Linked DNA regions of Mus musculus: region 2 is linked to region 1. A link is a contact called in public Hi-C data. All regions are on one chromosome and are shown on one strand. Each heading gives the region's core, a stretch centred on a gene start, on an enhancer-like site or on the middle of the called end of the contact. The rest is flanking DNA. Distances are from core to core; before and after follow the strand shown.

Region 1 (3,708 bases), core at 451-2,950:
CCCGCCCACCTTCCATCCTGAGCAATCCCACGCGCTCCCTCGGCAGCTGTGCACACTCCTCTGCTAATCAACAGATCACCCTAGATCCAATGTACACAATGCACACAGATATTAATGGGGATGGGGGTGGGGGATCAGCCGAGCTTTGTTAGCTGAGGTTGTCTTGGGACATTGGTGGGTCTTCTTTCACCTTCTTCTTCCCATATATTAGTTGATTCTATCTTCAGCCCCAAATTTTGGAGTGTGTGAACTCCCAAAATCTTTCTCTCTAATACTCTGCCCCCTTTGATTTCCCCAAGGGAGACAGGCAGGCTCTTTTAGATACTTGAAACTTGCATTATAAAAACTTAATAAAACTTATTTCCCAGAACAGGACTTGGCGTGTGAGGTAGCTACAAGTCCCATAATGTCAGGCATCTCAGCACCGCCTCCAGCTCCTAGCATGCTGGTCCCAGCATATCACTCTACCTAAGCAAGCGCATGCCTGCTGTGGCTCCCAGGTAGACAGGAGTCTGGTGATGCTTGGATGTTGGTATCAGTTCGGTGGACAGTTCCATGCATTCGGCCAGGTACGCACCGATTTCATCTGTTTTCTGAGCATATTTTGAGATTCCAGGACCTGAGGGAAGATACAGTCGGTGAAAACCTTTAAAAGAAAAAGTGTGGAGCGTCTACCTTGACCATATTTTTTAAAAGTGTTTGCTAGGAAAATGGGAGGAAACGCTTCTTGGCATGGCGTACATTGGGTTATATTTCTTAGCGGGGAGAGCGGCTGCAGTCAGAAGCACCTAGTGGATGGGCGTGGCACCCTTTTGGGTGTGTCTGTGAGGCTGTTTGCAGAGAGGTTTACCTGGGGAGTTAGGATGTGGACTGCAAAGCTCCTGTTGCCATGGTTTCCCCACCATGATGGACATGTCTCCCTTAGAAGCAAGGGCCAATATAAGCCCTATTTCCCTTAAGTTTCTCTCTCAAGTATTTCATTAAAGTCTTGGAAAAAAAGTAGCTAACACATGTATATGTAGTATTGTATTTTTTAAATCTTGTAATTTTAAAATTTTGCTGGTAAAACCTGGTGTTCATTGATTTGGCCACAAGGTGGTGCCATTTCACATCCTCTGGCACTAATGCAGCTCTTACAGTGGGTTCTCTGTTGGCCTCTTTTGAATGATCCTTTCCACAGAGCTGTAATTAACAACATTAGTTCCTAGAGGGCCTAGGTAAAGATGGCATTTAGTGGAAAGTACCCAACACGCTGGCTTTTCCTGAAAAGACAGAGTGTGTCATTAACTAGTTATGTCATAGAGTATGCCCTAACATTTATGGGGTTTCTTCCTTTGTTAGAATAAACAGAAACAGAGTCTGCAGACCCTGAGTCTTTTCTGCTCTGGTACCCCTGCCTCCCTACTAAGACTGTTATTTCAATTTTAGAGCAAACTAACGGTTGTTATGGAGAGGACTGGAGCCAAGACTCCTACCCTGAGGTGAATTCGACTGCTTCCTACCAAGAGTTTGCTTTCAAGGTGATTATTCAAACGGGCTTTTTAAACGCCTGTTTGTGTAACATAATGAGAAGCCCCAAGCTCTGTTAGTGGCTTGCTTCTGATTCAGGAAATCTGACCTCAGCGTTCTGCTAACTCTGTATGTGTGGGTTCAAACACATGCATTCATGAGATGATCCTCAGAAGAAAGAACCTTCATGAGCACCGCCTCGGTCGTAGCAAGGCCTCAGTACTGGCACACCAGGGTCCAGGGAGAGTGGCTTTCTCTTTCTAACCCTGCCCAGTTCCTTGGCAAATTACAAAGGTCAGTGGAAGCTATTCGCCATCAGATTAAAAGTCACGTCTCTCCTGAGATCTAGACGACCTGTTTGAAAAAAAAAGCCAGTGTGTTCTTGGCTCAAAAGGCCAGCAGAGACAAAGCTCACAGGGGCGCGTGGCGGAGAGCAAGTCAGGGTAGCTGAGCTATCAGCCATCCTCCAGGTGTGATGTTAAAAGTGACTTTGGCTGGGACGGGGTATGGGGGAGATTATCAGCAGTGCTTCTGTGGGAGCCTGTAGTGTGGCTAGGGGCCTGGACCACCATCTGGACTCTCGAAACTTACAGGGTCCTCCAGGCTTCAGCTTCCTTCCCTGGAAAATGAGATTTAAATGACACCCCCCCGCCCCCCCCCCGCCCCCCTCCCCACCCTAAAAGTCTGTGATCTACTCTTCTCTGCCTCTGAAGAGAACAAAAGCTTTTGAGGTTTTCCTCCAGGTTGCAGTCTGAGCCGAAAATAGAAAATAAGAAGAGAGGTCGAGCATCCCACCAGAAGCACCAGGGAACTTGGTAGAAATGTAAAGCCCCAGGCTCCCACCCAGACCTGTTGACTTGGGATCTCTGGCTGTAGGCGGCCCTATGTCTGTGTGCTAAGAGCTCCCACCAACCCCCACCCCAGGTAGTGCTAGGCCATTTCAAGTCTGAGAACCACGGCTGAGATGTGGATATGTCAGCCAGATCCATCAGTCCCCAACTTAAGTAACTTTAAACACGTGGCATGAGCTGTCTTATCTCGCAGCCCTTGTTTTTAGGACAGAGCTGCTGCTGCTCACCTACCAGATCATGAGAGTGAAAAATGTGTGCTGAGTTCATGATACATTGCTGTAAGCATGATACAAGTATACACAGACATGCCCTATTGACGAGGGCTACTATTGCTCAGTTCATGTGTGTGTGTGTGTGTGTGTGTGTGTGTGTGTTTTGCTGAGAACCTAACCTAGAACATCATGAATATTAAGCCTGTACAATACCATTGAGTGACACCTTCAGCTATTTTTAAATTTGCCTATTTTTCAAGAATTGATCTCAACATTATTGTTACTACTGGCAGTAGTAATAAGGACTGACCACAGGGCCTCATGCATGTGAGGCATATGCTACAACCGCTGAGCTACATCTGTGTCTTGTTTAAAGCGGAGTCTTACTAGGTGGTCCAGGCTGGCCTGAACATTGATGATCCACCTGCTTTCCAGCCTGTGCTACTAGGCCTGGCTCAGTGTCATTTTACAGTGATAATAAAATACCAACGGCAGATCCTCACGCCTCTCACATTCCTGTGGCCCGCTCTTCCCGTTCCGTGCCCCGCCCCCGTCTTACCTTTCACTTGGCATTCCTCTAACTGCTGCACCACCCCTGTGTCATTCTCCTTCTCGGCCGGCCACTTGTAGATGTACAGGTTGGTGTGAGATGACCCCGCATCCAACACAATCCCATACTGAGGGCAAATCAAATGTAAAACACTTATTAGCACGACACCACACTTCTCCATATTTAGCTTGCAAAGGAAGTAGACAGAGGTGGGAATTTTCAAACCATAAAGAGAAAATTCTCTCTCTAAGCTAAGTGGAACATTTGGTGCTGAGAACTAGAGCGACCACCCCCAGTGCCAAGGGTTATCAGTGCATCACTCTAGATAAGGCTGCACCTTAGAAACATCCGGGCCTTACCCGGGGCGGGCCTGAGCCGTGGGGCTATTTAGGAAATGCTCAGTTATTCTAGTGTGAAGCTGGGATCAATCCCACAGGCTGAAGCAGTGGAGACTATGAAAGAAACAGAAAACCATGGCTTCTCACACTTGTCCACACCCTGGTATCAGCTGAGAGCTACAGAGGCTGAGCCCCACCCCCACTCCACCCCCACCCCACCCCCACCCCGTCCCACCTCAGACGCTGGT
Region 2 (3,663 bases), core at 618-3,117, 170 kb before region 1:
GAAAACCAGAAAAGTAGTTAGACTGGTCAGATTAAGTGTTCTCTACAGGGCACACACAATGCTTCAATGAGAGTAAGCCCCAACACTTGCAATAAAAGTACATTAAAAGGGCATTGTAAGGTTTTGTGGGTTTTTTCACTCAAACTATATTTAGATAGAAAGTTTCTCATTTAAAATATTTCAAAATACAGCAGCTTTTGGAACCACACTATACTACTTCCAGAAAAAATATCATAAAATGTGAAGGTGGTTATGATAAAACCCTCCAGTATTTAAGTTTATTTGCTATGAGCTCACAAAGACACAGTCGCTGGAGTTGCTATCCTTTTATCTGTTCAGACATCTGACATATAATGTTTGAATTGGTAATCATAATTTGGAAAAAAAAACAGAAAAGAGTAAGGTCTACTATGCTTACCTACGCCATAGAAAGCCAACACCCCTCAAGTGCTAGTACGAATTGCCCCTTTTGACTTTCTAAAGAAAAATACAGCTTTGTTGAAGGATAATTAACAGATCTGCAGCTATAACTTTAAAAATGTTAGGGAATTTCAGCAAGTCTCTCTATTCATTCTGACCATACAAACTTTAGAGCACACTCAAATCAGACCTGTTTTGCTGGGAAAAAAAGCAATTCAATTATTATTAGTAAAATGTGCCTTAAGAAAACCAGACTTTCAAATTAACCACGCTGTGAGTTGTTTTTACATTACATCCCTGAGATAATCACAGACAGTTCAACATTCTCATGAATTCCTCAAAAACTGACCCCTTTCCCCATTTTCAAGACTTTTGAAAAAAATAATTTACAAAAACTAAAATAACCCAAATTTAAACCTGAAGCGAAAACTGACCCTTAACTTTTGTTTTCTAAACTTTGAAGTTGCATCTGTTCCATTGGTCTAGATAAGAGTTAAATCACATCATCTATGCATTCAGACCCAATACTTTTGAGTTACCAAAGCCATCTAACTCAAGATACTACCCACTTAACAAAGAGGACACCATGTTAAGAACAGATTCAAGATGGACCCTACAAGTGGGGAAAAAAAAAAAAAAAGCCCGTGACAAAGAAATCCATATGCCACTGGGTGTGGTGGTGGTGGGGGCAGTCTACAAGAGGACCACTTTCTTGCCCAACTCTGAGGGCGCGCAGTGCGTGCGCCAAGAGAGCGGGGAGTCTCTGCAAGGAAGAACCCCCAATAGCCATAGACTGGGCCCATAGTAGGGATGCCGTCGAGGCGGGCCCGCGAACCTACAGCTCGAGGGGTGCGGACTGAGGGCTGCCCAGCCCGTCTCCACCGGGCGCGGAACCCGACGAGCGATGGCTTCGCGCGCCAAACGCCCCCGCATCGCCCCCAAAACGCCGCGCCCGATCCGCCCCTTTCCCCGGAGTTCCGCTGCCCCTCGGGCGCGCGGATGTACACTGTCGCCGCGCCGTGCGCGCGCGCCCAAGTCCTAGGCTCTGAGACCGTGGGGGAGTTCTTAGGGACAAACTTACAACCAGCCCAAGCCGAGACGACAATGACCAGCCCTAAGAGCTAGCAAGAGCCCCGGGTTAGAAACCAAGGACTTCTCTAGAAAACTTTGCGGCAAGTTGGCCGGAAGCGCTGAATGGACGGGACTATTTAACATGAGCTTCCTAGCGCAAGAGGCGGATCCCCCCCAAGACCATTTGGGGGGAACCCTAGCACCCCACGATTTCGCCCTTGGCCCCTTGCCGTCTCTCTGTGCGTCCCGACATCCTAACTGGTCTTGGCGGCTCCGCACACAGGGAATACCTGCCGTGGTCCCCATTGCCTGCGAGTCCCAGATGGCGGCCATTACCCCTCCATCCGGGTACTGCCGGAAAGCCGAGCGCCGCGCTGCCGGCAGCGCACGCTGCGGCGGAGGGATCCGCGCTGCACCTGAGGCGAGCGGAAGGGAACGGCGGCCGGAAGGGCCCCCGCCTCAGCCTCCCGAGAGTAGGCCATGGCGCTGAGTCCACGGCTGACCTCGTCATACGGCGCCTCCCTGCGTCCCGCCTCACCGCCCCCCGTCTACTCACCAGCCGCGGGGATCCTACTGCGGGGGGAAGAACGGGGAAAATGGCTACCGTCCTTTCCCAAGTAGACACCAGAAGCAGGAACTGGTGTGCTTGGCAAGCCTTGGTTGACAGGAAATGGCCTCAACCCAGAGGTTTTAGGCAGCCCCCATCTTAGCAAATGGCGTGTTCCCTGTACTTACTCGGATCACGCGAGTTGTGGTATCCCTTTGACGTCCCAGTGGTTGGACGAAGCTGCTACCCAAAGCTCTGGCCCACAAGGGAGCCAACCCTGAGCTCCAGAGCAGCCCCACGCACAGGCTACCTGTGAGGGACACTCTTCTCTCCCGCCGCGACACGACCTCCTCCCACGGCACGGAGGACTCGTCTGAGCGAAGGAAGTCCTCTCAGCGAAGGAAAACCCTCGCACGCCCCTCACAGACTCAAAAATGGAATCCTTGCCCCCAAGAAAAGAATCCTTCCCCACCCCACACAAGAGTCGTACAAAGTCCAAATGTGGCTCCTCTCTTTCAGAACGTTTCAGAAGCCTACTAATCTCACTTGGTAAATAATTACCTCCCTTAAAAGAAAAAAAGGACAAAAAACACACGTGGAAGCACTGTGGAAACTGCCGCCGTCAAAAACTCGAGGCGGAGGGATATAGCAAAATATAAAAGATCGAATCTGAGAATTTTGGCTTCAACTGTGGGCCGTAGTTTTTTTTTTTGGGGGGGGGGATGCGTGGGGGCAAGGGGTAACCCAAATAACTCCTGACACGCACAAATTTTTCTTAAAACCAATTTTAAAACTGTTAAGAATTTTCCACTTTCTTAGGATATGCTTTTGAACGCATTGACCTGTGCCACACGGACTTTACCCTTTAAATTAAAAAAAAGAAAAAGAAAAAGAAAAAGAAAAAGAAAGGAATAAAACACACACGGAGAACCCTTAGTTTTGGGTGGTTTGTACAACAGTCCTCCTAGAAGCGGCAAGCTGAAATTCACACAAGAAGTACAAACATAACTATAAAAGTGAAGGTGAAATCTATTAATATCAAAAGGGCATATTTATAATCTATAATGATGTTTGCAAAATAGATTTTCTTTGGGGGGGGGCAGGGTAACAGGCCCTGAGACAGTGTAACAGAGCCCTGGCTGTCCTGGAACTCAATTTGTAGACCAGGCTGGCCTCCAGCTTACAAAGCTCTGCCTGCCTCTGTTTCCTGAGTGCTGGTAGATTTTCTCCTTAACACAATATTTTCATTGTTCCAGAAAAGAGGACACACATTGCTGAGGAGAGAAGTGGAGAAAAGCCTGTTTGTTTTTTAATAGGAAAAAAAAAAGTTGTTTTGGACTGTGAGTAGTTAGTTTTGTTATAGCTTTTATAATTTACATGACAAAAATGATGCATCATCATGTTCTGTAGTATTCTCATAAAACTTTATTTTTGCATCTATGTTCACCTTGAAAACCTGTGTTTAATTCTAGAAGACTCAAAGTTTTCATTGCATGCTAAATAAGCTAGAATGTTGGTGAACTCTCTCTCTTTTCCTTGTCCAGTTTTTTCATTTTTATCAAACTCTTACTCTTTGCTCTTTTAAAGTTCTGAACACTGAAGTTAATAACAAAAGGAGTGAAACA

What was found. Hi-C and Micro-C count contacts between places; a contact is called where the count stands out from the background.
Region 2: a Hi-C map of forebrain shows a contact between it and region 1, with 4 times the contacts expected there. The contact joins the promoter of Zfp518a here to the enhancer-like site in region 1. A contact is called at or near these places in 1 of 15 datasets of contacts at CTCF or cohesin (large pre-B cells), 1 of 484 Hi-C or Micro-C datasets (forebrain), 2 of 115 datasets of contacts at active chromatin or transcription factors (bone marrow-derived macrophages and embryonic stem cells) and 3 of 9 other capture datasets (adipose tissue, liver and pancreatic islet).

The regions. Positions count from the first base shown.
Region 1 is chr19:40,719,998-40,723,705 of GRCm38.p6, reverse strand. Entpd1 (ectonucleoside triphosphate diphosphohydrolase 1) reads right to left here. Exons shown (of 10, transcript NM_009848.4): 3 at 3,132-3,249; 4 at 469-619. Among named protein-coding and RNA genes, the nearest start is that of Gm41846, 9.8 kb to the left of the region's middle. Within about 2 kb of position 1,700, at least 44 of the 459 cell types and tissues checked have an H3K27ac peak or open chromatin away from gene starts, as enhancers often do. A contact at or near this core is called in bone marrow-derived macrophages and forebrain, where this site is marked.
Region 2 is chr19:40,892,909-40,896,571 of GRCm38.p6, reverse strand. It overlaps Zfp518a (zinc finger protein 518A), which reads right to left and starts at 1,867. Exons shown (of 5, transcript NM_028319.1): 1 at 1,782-1,867. Mir8092 (microRNA 8092) reads right to left here and starts at 1,869; the gene lies at 1,783-1,869.